2 separate regions of the Neogale vison genome follow, and region 2 is linked to region 1. Evidence: chromatin contacts called from public Hi-C data. All regions are on one chromosome and are shown on one strand. The core of a region is the stretch at or near the end of the contact, and the rest is flanking DNA. Distances in the headings are between cores, read along the strand shown.

Region 1 (6,182 bases), core at 699-3,198:
ACGCCCATCCTGTCTTATGAAACTGGACAGGAAACAACACAGAAGAGGCAATTTTAGTATCATTTTATATTCAGCTACTGGCCTAACACAGGTACCTAGACCAGGGGTTCTCAGCCTCAGCATGACTAACATTTTAAGCACATATTCTCTGGTGCTGAGGCTGTCCTATGCAAGGTGGAATGCTCAGCAGCATCCTTAGCCTCTAACCACTAGATGCCAGCAGCACCTCCAGCCCCCCCACCCGCCCCCCAAGCTGTGACAACCAAAATGTTTCCAAACAAGCTGCCAAATGTCCCCTAGGGAACAAAACTGCAATGGTGGTTGAGAATCACTGACCTAGCCTGTAACTCAAAAGTACCACAAGGTAGGGATGCCTGGGTGGCTTAGATGCTAAGCATCTGCCTTTGGCTTTGAGGAGAATCTGCTTCTCCCTCTCCCTCTGCCTGCGGCTGCCCTTGCTTGTGCTTGCTCTCTGGCAAATAAATTAAAAAAAAAAGGTACCACAAGGTAGACACTGTGTACTAATCAAAAGCCTGGAAAGACTTTATTCCTAGCCAGCAAAACACATAAGGTTAAAAACATAATCTTTTTCTTTTCTTGACTGTCTTCCACCCAATTTATAAGAAACCTTCCACGCAATTTATGAGGTGTAAGCTATACATCCGGCTGAACTGGTACAATTACTCCCTTCAACTTTCCAGTGACAAGAGACCCAATCTACAGCAGATGCCACACTTGGCCGGGGGGGGGGGGGGGACACCATGACAAAGTGTGACATTTCTGCCAGTTCAAAACCAAAATAAGGCAGCACTGCTCCCGAACTCTGCATGCACAAAAGAACAAGGTCTGCACGAGCAGACTCACAAGCTCGAAGACGAAGAACGTGGAGGGAAGACAGGTATCCAAGCGCTGGTTCTCATCTACCAGCCCTAAATCAGGGACAATTAGAATCCATCCCCCTTGCCAGAGCAGTGAGCCAGGTACATCCCGCGGCTGCTCCCCCAGGGCAAACCAGAGGAAAGCTAGGCTATCTGGACACTTCGGATTCCCACCCACTCCCCCACCAGAAAGGGGGAACAGCAGTAACCCCCAAAACGCAACTCACCACCTACAGAAGACCCACCCCTTCTTGACCTCGGGGCCAGGGGAGGGGTGGGCTCTTCACAGGTGTTCACAATTGCAGCGTCAGAATCACGTGCGGGAACTTGTTAAACAGGCAGATCCCCGGTCCGCCCCCACTGAGGGTCCGACCCCACGGCCGAAAATCTGGCTGTTTACCAACGGCCCCAGGGGATTCCTAGTCATGCTGAAGTTGGAAACCCACTGCTTCAACACCGTTTCCCCCCTGACTTGGAGACCACAGAAAACCTACAGGCTAGCAGTTGGCTCCGAAACCACCGGAGCTTCTGTCCACGCTCTTCTGGGGCCGCAAATGGCTAGCTGTCACCCGAAACGGGGAGCGGAGCTCGGGCAGGCCCCAAGGTCGGCCCCGCGGCTCCCGCACCGGGCTAGGGGCAGAACCGGCCCGGCCTCTCTCGGGCCACGGGGACCCGAGGGGCTCCCGGCCCCATGACGTGACCAGGCCTCAGCCGCGAGCGCCCAGCCGGACGCCCTCGCGGCCAGGCCTCCTCAGGCAGGGCCAGTTAGCCCCTGGGCCCCTCCCCGGTCACAATGGCAGCTCGCGACGGGGAAACAGTCGCCCCGGAGCCAGGAGACCCCGGGCCGCAACGCCGCCACCTACCCCCTCCCCCCAGCCCGAGTACGGACCTTCTCCAGGGACGCGTCCATGGCTGAGGCGGCCGGCGGAGGCCGATGGAGGCTCCGCGGGCCGAGTGCTACTTCCGCCTCCCGCGGCCCGCCGCGGTATCCACGCTGGCAGCGCTGACGTCCCCCGCGGCCGCGGCCGGCGGGGCGGAGACGAGGAGGAGCTGCCTGGCGTCGCCGCGGGGTGGGAAATCTGCGGGGCTTGGGGAGGCGGGGAGGCGAGGAGGCGGGGAGGCGGGGCGGGCCCCTCGGGTGGGCGGGCCCCCTCGAGGGTGGGCGGGGCCCTCTGGGCTTCCGTACCTGGCCGTCACGCCGGCCAGCCCTAACGTTCCCAGGTGAGGGGGGGAGGCACTGTGGAGTCGTTCCCAACACTCAGAAGCCCATCGCGGGCTTCGGGGTAGACATATCATAACCGCCAGTGATCACTCCTTCTCTGAGAGTCTGGAAATGCTAGTGACGCACCTGTACTTCCGGGCCTAGGCTTCCAAGCTGTCCCCACTGTCAACATCCCTCAGGAATGGAACAGGCCATGCACCACGGAAGGGCGGGGCTGGAGAGCGCCCCCGCGCCTGCGCAGGATCGGCCGTGGGCTAGGGTTTGCGGGGCTCCAGGTGTAAGGTTCTCCAGTGACGCGTGCTCAAAAAAGGTGCTGGTGCGATCCGGAGTATTTGTCTCAGATCCTCCCGAAGGATCCAAGACGGGAAAGACTTTGAGACACCTGGTGCAGCTTCCTGCATTATGTGGAGCCGTAATTATGACTTGTCAGGTGATGATAATAATAATACAAATAATAATAGTCCGCTGCTCCTGTTCCACTTTATAGTGCAATGACCCTGTGATGGAGAGGTCGTTATCCATTTCCCAGTGCCCGTCAAGGTGGGATCCAGACCCAAGCACCCTCACTGCGGCGCCTGTCCAGTATGCATCCTGCCTCCATAATCGCTCCCCTTTTTGCCGTACAAGCCTGTTTCTCACGAATGCGAGAGGGCATGCATTTGCTTATTCCTTTAATGAGGAAGACTGCAACAGACCTGTCTACCACGTTTGCAGCCACTAAAGCACTTCACCAAAGACCGATGACGTTACAACCACAAAACCATCCCCTTTCTCGCCTTTTCTGTGCGCGTCTCTTCTGAAATCGGCGTAAATGACGGGGTCGCATTTTCAGTGTAGTAATTACATGTTTTGTGCTATCTAACTTGTGTTTGGTAAATTGCCCAGTTATGTTAATAAAATTGTTTTCTACCGAAAGAAGCCTTGTGTGCCGGTTCAGAGCGAAACAAATCACTTTTTCCAATTTATTATGAAAATGTTTAGGGACCCTTGGGTGGCTCTATCGGTTAAGCATCTGCCTTCTGCTCGGGTCATGATCCCAGGGTACTGGGATGGAGCCCCACCTCTGGCTCCTCGCTCAGCAGGGAGCCTGCTTCTCCCTCTGATTGTCGCTCCCCCGCTCGCTCTCTGACAAATAAATAAAATATTTTTTAAAAGGAAAGAAAACAGTCAAACGTTTAGAAAAAAAAAAAAAGAATTGTGCAGTGAACAGCCACGTGCCCACTTTCTAGATTCTACAATGAACATTTCCCTGTATTTGCTTGATTTTGTAAGCATCTAATCTATTCATCAATATGTCTTCTGTTTTGATACACTTCAAAGTGCAGACATCAAGATATTTCACCCCTGAACATTTCATCGTGGATATCATTAAAATTTCCTAATTTCTAAAGCCACCTCCAAGTGTCTTTGCATTACCATACAAAGTAGATTGTACAAAACAGAAGCTAGAGAGATGAAACTAACATTTTCTATTCTGAAAGTAAACTTTAAAACATGAAAATTATTCCCCCCATGAAAAATGGGAATAACTGGTTTAATATTTATCCAAATAGTACTGCCTTCGGCAGCACATACACTAGTATTCACCCAAATATGTTTGTCGGCTGCCACCTTGGACAGTTTGAAAGTTTTAAGGGATTTTTTTAAAAGACTTTATTTATTTTATTTGACAGAGAACACTCACAAGTATTTGACAGAGGCAGGCAGAGAGAGAGGGGGAAGCAGGCTCCCCGCTGAGCAGAGAGCCCAATGTGGGGCTCAATCCCAGGACCCTGAGGTCACAATCTGAGCCGAAGGCAGAGGCTCAACCCACTGAGCCACCAAGGCGCCCCTTAAGTGTGATATTTAAAGACCTGAAGAGTGTTCACTTTTATTTTGCGAAGAAATAAAATTAAGTAACAAAAATCAAGAGGTGGAGAGGATAGGAGAGCTGGTGCAAAGGGCAATAAATTTTCCATTTTATAGAGTAAGGAAACAGTAGATTCTTTCTAAATAAAGTAACAAAGATTTTTTATTTACAAAATAGAAGGCGAAATCTATGGAATGGGAGTGGGGGTTTAGAGATGAAGGAAAAGAAATTGGCACTATCCCATTTTATATTATTCTGCATTATCTGAATTTTTACCATTAGTATTTCTCTTATGAATTAAAAAAAAGTTAAGTAAATTACCTGTAAAAAATAGATTTCAATCATTCTTTAAACCTTACCTGGAAATTTTGGACAGAAGTCTGCAATTCCTAAAGGCAACTTGAGGTGGCAACGCTGAGACCTTGCTTCCTTAGCTTCGTCAAGTTCATGAACACAGTTAAAAAAACAAAACAAAAACAACAAAAACAAAAACAGGTTTTATTGTTAAAATATAGGAAACAGCTTAAAAGAAATGGATTGTCCTTGACTAACACTCTATAATCACCATCCCCTCCCTGAGAGGAAACTTCTCAGACACCCCATAAGTCCTCTGGGAGCCCCTGCCCAAAACAAATCTGGCTCCCCCCAACCCCAAGAAAAAATAACCACTTTCTGACCTTTACAGCAATCATGTCCTTACAATTCCTTTGCAGTTTTATCACCCAAATGTGCATCCATAAATACTATAAAAATATATCCATAAAAATATATACATAGTTTCTTAACATAGTCTCTCTGTATATTTTGTTATATATTATACATAGTTTCTTAACATAGTCTCTCTTTATATTTTGTTATATATTTATATATGTCATATGTATGTCATATATATTCATATACATATATGATATTTATAGTCACTTTTAATCCATAAGTTTTCCTATATCTTTTTTCTTCCCTTTACATTTGATTTGTTGAAGACATCAGGGTTACTATTCTAGAATTTTCCTTAGCCTGGATTTTCCTCCGATCTCTGTATTTCCTGCAAATCAGGAGATGGATCTAAGGCGTAATCAGGTTCAGGTCTGAAGTTCTGGGGACCTATTCAGAGACAGCTGTTGTTCTCTTTATCAACAGGTTTGTAGGGCGCCTGTGTGGCTCAGTTGTTTAAGCAACAGCCATCGGCTCCGGTCATGATCCTGGAGTCCCAGGATTGAGTCCTGCATCAGGTTCCCTGCTGAGCAGGGAGTCTGCTTCTCCCTTTGACCCTTCCCCTCTCAAGCTCGCACACTCTCTCTTTCAAAAATTAAAAAAAAAAAAAATGAGGCATGTGCTACCTGGTTTTCTCTTTTTGTGTTTTTAGCAGGTGCTAACATTCTTTACGTTAATTCTGACCTAAATGAGAAAAGCTGTGAATTTTCTCATGCCACCCACATTTTTATATCCAAGGAAGTTTGCCAAGATATGATTCTTATCACCCTTTCGTGGTTGTTTGAAGTAATTTTAGACTTGTAGGAAAGTTGCAAGAGGAATACAAAGAATTCTCTTAAACTCTTCACCCAAATTCCCCAAATGTTTTAATGTTCTCTTTAAATGAATACATGAATACGGACACACACGTATTTTTTCCCTGATTCATTTCCTAGTTGGTTGCAAATGATGTCCTTTCATCTCTAAATAACTTAATGATATTACTCTATTCATATTTGGGCAATTTTCCCAGTAAAGTCCTTAATAGAAAGTCTGGAATAGGAGCACCTGGGTGGCTCAGTTGGTTAAGCATCTGCCGTCGGCTCAGGTCATGATCTCGGGGTCCTGGGATCAGTCCTGCATCAGGCTCCTTGCTCAGTGGGGAGCCTACTCCTCTGCCTGCCTCTCCCCTGCTTGTGCTCTCTCTGTCAAATAAATAAATACAATCTTTTTAAATTTTTTTAAAAATAAGGCATTAGGAAAAAGTCTGGAATAGTGTGCCCTTGAATAGTTCTTTTGTCTCCATGTATCTCACAACAGGTAGGAGTACAGGACAAATATTTTGTAGAATGTCCATCAGTGGGGGTTTCCAACTATTTTTAAGAAAATCCTAATGTTGATATTTAGAATGCTTTGTGATTTTCCTCCATAAACACCTTGTATGGGCCAGAGCCCCACCTGATAGAAAAGTAGATGAATTTCTTATTATTCACAAATCGCAGATAATAAATAACCATGTTTACCTCCTAAGAAGCCTACAAAA
Region 2 (5,936 bases), core at 1,208-3,707, 220 kb after region 1:
TAAAGTCAAATCAATTCTACTAAATGGAAAGTTAATGAAAAGCCTGAATTACAATTTTTAATGGAATGCAGTTTTTAGTGTTTTCTGTAGAAAACCAATAGTCTGCTTAGGCAGACTACCCCAGCCCTTGGAAGCAATTATGAAGTGAAATGCAATTTGGTACTTCTGAAAGAGTGCTTTCACATTTTTCTTAAGAGATATTTTCTTAAATACTGTCTCCGTTCAACTTATTCCTATTTATTTAATGGGCAAATTCTTTTATCAGAGAGTAGGAGTAACTTTCAGTTTTTCCCTGTCTAAATGATAATCTTCACATTTATAAAACTGGGATGAAGTTTTATTTTTGTGCTGTTTAAGTGGCCATTTTACATTCAGTTCACCTTCTAAATTACCTAGCTGTCACTAAAGGAGTTTCTCCCACAGCAACTTCTCTTCTGCCTGTGTCCAATTTAGTGCTTTGAAATAATAAATTACAATGGAGGGACGTAAGCAAGAGAAACTGAGCTCTCTGCTAATTCATATCTAAAAGCTACAAGGAAAACACTGAATAAAGGGAGGAAAAAGTTTTAACATGCTCCCAAATTTTCTTTTCTTGTAAAGGTTTTACGCAATAAAAGCCATTTCCTTAAATTATTCCCGAGAACTTTCATGATAATCATTTCAGTGTCCTCCCTGTTGTTTTCATGGAAAATGAAGGAAATTGTAAACGAGCTCGTTTAAGTGACTTGATCAATGCCATTCAGGCAGAACTGGTAACTCATGGATTCGTTCTTCAGTTTATCTGTAAACTGGGATGGTTACTCCCTGCCCAGAAACCTCACGGAGAGGTGAGAGTAAAAAAAATTCTGAAGATGAAAGAAAGCATCAGAGGAAAAGTTTTGAGAGGAGGGTGTGTATATTTAGTGTTTGTGAGCAGGATGGAAGTTTCCTGAAAGGCATTTTGGTACTTAACGCTATTGATACAGATAGTGAGGTTACCTTTTGCATCTCTGAATGCAAGAAGTAGCAAGGAGTCAAAGTCAAATTAGAGAAAGGTCATTCTTAACCACGGCATGGAGGCAGGAAGGATTCTAAGAGTATGGCCATGGACCTCAGAATAGCTAAAAATCTCTTTGCCTCTAGAGTAATGCTAGAGAATGAGGGTGTAGGCATCAAACAGACACAGGTTTGAAGCCTGGTTTGTTATTACTAATTGGGACTCCTTGGGCAACACATTTAATTTCTTGCACCTTTGTTTCCTCTCTTTATTGAGGACAATAAAATTGCTTTTCTGTGGTTCTCATCATCTGGATCTCAGCTCCATTGTCATTTCCATCTAGCAGCCTTCCCTGATCATCTGAAGTGAACCTCCTGGCCCTTTTCTCTCAAACGACCCTGTTTATTCCGACATTATTACTTACATGCATCTGAAATTATTTTACTCTTTCTTTCTGTTTGCTGATTTAGTGTCTTGCTTTCTTAGTAGCATAAGACTTTTGAGGACTGGCATGTTGTCTGACATTTGTTGTGTTACAAGCTTGAGTGCTCAACAAATATTTGTTGGTGAACAGTTGGGATTGTGTGAGAATTAGAAAACCCTTTCAGGGGCGCCTGGGTGGCTCAGTGGGTTAAAGCCTCTGCTTTCAGCTCAGGTCATGATCCCAGGGTCCTGGGATCTCTGGGGCTCTCTGCTTAGCTGGGAGCCTGCTTCCCCCTCTCTCTGTCAAATAAATAAATCTTAAAAAGAAAAAAAAAAAAAGAAAATTATATATATATAATAAAAAAACCATGTCAAGAAGTTGGCCTTATGTCTGACACATAACCAATGAACAAATCACAATCACTCCAGAATTGCACAGATTGTATTTAACTTTACTAGGCACTGTCCTAAATGTTTTACAGACTCCAAGTTTGTCTCTGCATAACCTCAAGGTAGAATCCTTCAAGGGCCCCCCATTTTATAGATGAGGAAACTAAGTCACAGAGAGTTTAAGTCACTCGCCCAAGATCAACCGGCTAGTAGGAGTACAGCTAGAATTCAAAGCCAGGCTCGAAACCAGACCCTTACACACGAAGTTCGCTGCCTTTGAAAAAAGATAATGATGTCGAAATTTTTATTTTGGGTGCAAAGAACATGGAACATCGCTTAGCCTAAGCGGACCTGGATCTTTGTCTTTCCCTTGATGTGGGGAAAATGCAAACGGTGTCGTATTTTCTTGACCAGCGTGGCCCTCGCGTCCAAGCCCGTCCCCGGACGCCCAGAGAACCGCCTGCACACTCTAAGGCGGTCCAGGTCCCTGCCCAGCCGCGGGAGCCTCCCAGGCCTGGGCCTGCCCAGTGCCGCCGCGTGGCCACGCGGCGCCCGGGCCCTGGGAAAAAAGTTTCCAAACGGCGCTGCTAGGCGCTGATTGGCCCAGGCGGACGCGGTCCCGTGGCGCCGCAGCCAATAGTCTGCGCCCGCCGCCGGCGCGGGGGTGGGGGCGGTGGTCAGAGGCCCGGGCAGTGCGGTCCGCCGCTGCCGCCGCCCGTCCTCGCGGACCGAGCCGGGGTAAGTGCTGAGCTGCGGTGACCGGGAGCGGGGACCGTCCAGGGACCGCCGCCACCACCGGGAAACTCTTTTGCCCGCCCTGGCGCCCGCCACGCCCTCGGGACCGCCGGGAGCCGCCTTGCAGGGACCCTGCCGCGCCCGTCGCTCGCGCGTCTCTTCCCCGCGCCGCCTGTCCTCCGCGGGTCCCGGGCGCGGGGCTCAGAAATCCCGCTTTCTGCAGGCTCCTTTCCTAACTTTGTGCCTTCCCACTCTTGGGTCCTCGCGCCCAGCTCCTCGCCTTTGCCAACTTTCTCTTGTAGCGCTGGCTGGTCTCCGACCAGCTGCCCTCCGCTCCCTCCATGACTTCCTCGGTCCTTCGTGCCCTCCTCGTCTCCAGCCCCCGCCGCCTGGCTCCTCTGCCCTCCAGCCCTCCCACCCCCACTCCAGGCTGCCCTCCTCACTCTCTTGGTCTCTTCTCAGCCCCTGCCACCCCCTTTTCCTCCTGCTGCCCCAGACCCTCCCTCATTCCTCGTATCGCCCCCCCCACACACACCCCCGTCCCGCCACGCACTACACCCTCTAGTTCAGGCCTCTTTCCAACCCCCCCGCCCCGCAGCTTGGCATCTCCCTGCTTTCGGGATCGTGTTTGGAACTCTTTCCCTCTGCTTTTCTCAGATCTCTGCGGTAGGAAGGTTCAGATTTCCCGTGACAGCACTTTGGGGAAGGATTGGATAAAGGATGAAAATGCTTATTCTACAGTTTGAATGCCGTGGTGGGGCTTCCTTGCCTCCCTGAGGTCGTGGGAAATCCCGCTATCACCTTGACACCGCTTTTTGGGAAGCTGCCTTATCTTCTCCAGTCATCTCAGGTTCTCTGCCTCCTGAGGGTCTGAGCTCCCCTGATTTCTTTGTCAAGGCTTTATACCAGGTTGTGCCTCTTTCTACTTTTAGCCTCCAGGTCCTTTTTAACTTCCTTTCTAAAGAAATGGCCTTTACAGGGTGCACTGGGCAGAGATTTGTCATTTTCTATGCTGGTTTTGTTTCTGTATTCTTGGATAGGATGGCATTTTAGGACCCAGATAGGGTGCTTTGAAGAGCAATTGGATCCCAGTGACTGACTCCCAGAGCCACTTACATGACCCCACCGCCACACTGGTCTTTAACCAGGTTTGAAACTTAACTCTTTCCCCTTATTGTGTCCTTTGTGTGGGATTAGATCCCGGAAATCTCAGGGGTGTCCCATTGGCATATTTTATCTATCCTCTCATTTTGGATAATCGTTTCTTAACTTGGCTTATTCTGTTTAGATGTTATTTTTGTTTCCAAAGTGTGTTCTTTTGCCTTAGAACGTGTGAACCCAGAGAGATTACACTCCCTTTCCTTAACCAGCTAATTTCCTAAAGTGAGTTGGCCTGCGTACAGAAGGTTGGTGTCAGCAGCTCAGACTTTATGCACCTGGTATTGATATAGGTGCTTTCTGTCTGCCTCTCCCAGTAGTGCTTTAGCACTTAGTAGGTATTTGGAAATGTTCGAGAAGGGACAGAGGAGAGGGAAATCGCAGAAGGAAAACTTCTTTCCCTGGCACCTTTTTTTTTTTTTTTTTTCTTTTTAAGATTTTATTTATTTGACACAGCACAAGCAAGGGGAGTGGCAGGCAGAGGGAGAGGGAGAAGCAGCCCCCCTACCTCTAGAGCAGGGTGCCAATGCAGGGCTCCATCCCAGGACCCAAGAATCATGACCTGAGCCAAAGGCAGACGCCTATCCAACAGAGCCACCCAGGCGCCCCTTTTCCTGGCATCCTGATTCAGTAGAATAAAATCATCTTGGAACAATAGCCCTCCTATTTTCATTCTATATTTTGATCTGAGTTTAAGCTTTTTAAATTTTCAAAGGCAGCATACGCTTACTGTAAAAATCAATGGATATAGCAGTGTTCCCCGTATAGGTTCTTATCTCAGTGTCTGCTTTACCCCCATTTGGTACATGCTTCCAGAACCTTTTAGATTCATGCATGCAGAGAGCGCAAGATACCTTTATTTATTTTTAAAGATTTTTACTTATTTGAGAGAGCGAGAGAGAGATTGAGAGAACTAGTAGGGGGAAGGGAAGAGGGAGAAGCAGACTCCCTGCATCCCAGTATCCTGGGATCATGACCTGAGCCAGGGCAGATGCTTAACTGACTGAGCCCCCCAGGCACCCAAGAGATCCCTTTATACACAAAATTGGCACTCTTTTCTAACGTATCATGAACTTTCTTTCATATTAGTTCATTTACTTCTTAACAACTGCGTAATTTTCCAAATCAGCCCTCTGTTGACAGTTGTTTTCTCCAGTTTTCCACATCAGTGAATGATGGCATACAGCCTTGAGTATATGTCCTTGCATGCCTATCTAAGTATTTTTGGAGGAAGATCATTATAGCCTTTGAAAGCACAGAGACAGAAGCCAGACTTGCTGACTCTTGACTGGTTTTGCCCCTGTGATGGCACTTCTGCAAAATGTGGAGCCTGCGTCATAACTTAGGAGCTGTTGAAGCACGTGCAGACACTTGGCCCCCGTCTTTCAGTCCCCTCCCTTTGTTTTGATTGGGAAGGACTGAGGTTGGCGTGGAGATGGGTGGTGAGTTAATTCTTGATGGTTTATACGTGTCTGCTGCCTCCTGACCAGCTGTGCTGGCTTTCTTCACTCCTAGGAAAGCCAAGGGAGAATGCCTTGTTTTCTCTAGGGTTTTGAAATCAAAGGTGGGGTGGAAGATCTAAGTTATGCAAAACAGAGAAGACATACGTTTTGAACTTTTTGCTCCCAGCTTGTTCTTTCTTGCCTGCTGTGGCACATACTTTGAGGTGTCCATTAGGTTTGTCCACAGAGCCCCTGGGGCACGTTGGCCTGATGGTGTATTGAGAACACAAGCACAGAGGCAGAATGCTTATAACCTTTGCAGCACAAATGAAATAAAGGCATACAGCGCTTATTTTGAAGATAGTGGGTACAGAGTTGTATATACCGAGACCCGTGCCTGTCACAGTGTGTTTGAAAGGACTGGACCAGATGAAACGAGGACATCTGACCTTTGAAGAGTCTCTTGGCAACCCCAAGGAGACCAGGAACTTGAATTCAAAGAACCCTCCAGTCACCCCCACCCACCCTACCCCCCAACTTGCACTTGGGTCTGGTTTGCCTCTGCTGTCCATTTGCACCTCTGGAGATGGCCAAGGCGTGCAGTGTTTCTGCTCCGGCTCTTGCTTCTAAGAACCCAAGCGATAGCTCGCTTACTCTTAATAATCAAATGGCTTAAAGGCGTTAAAATTGAACCCACATGCGGTGGTTCAATTCAGTAGGGAGAAGGAGTTTTTCCAAGCCGTATTACCTGCTTTCTGTGGCAAAGAATAATGCACATTGGAACTGTGAGACATTTTCAAATGGCAAAGGAA

What was found. A called contact is a pair of places that touch in the nucleus more often than the background predicts.
Region 2: a Hi-C map of fibroblasts shows a contact between it and region 1, with 2.6 times the contacts expected there. The contact joins the promoter of NDE1 here to the promoter of PDXDC1 in region 1. A contact is called at or near these places in 2 of 3 Hi-C or Micro-C datasets (fibroblasts and muscle).

What each region holds. Positions count from the first base shown.
Region 1 is chr14:27,523,404-27,529,585 of ASM_NN_V1, forward strand. PDXDC1 (pyridoxal-dependent decarboxylase domain-containing protein 1) reads right to left here and starts at 1,949. Exons shown (of 23, transcript XM_044233618.1): 1 at 1,768-1,949. The coding sequence starts at 1,788.
Region 2 is chr14:27,741,021-27,746,956 of ASM_NN_V1, forward strand. It overlaps NDE1 (nuclear distribution protein nudE homolog 1), which reads left to right and starts at 2,458. Exons shown (of 9, transcript XM_044233109.1): 1 at 2,458-2,527.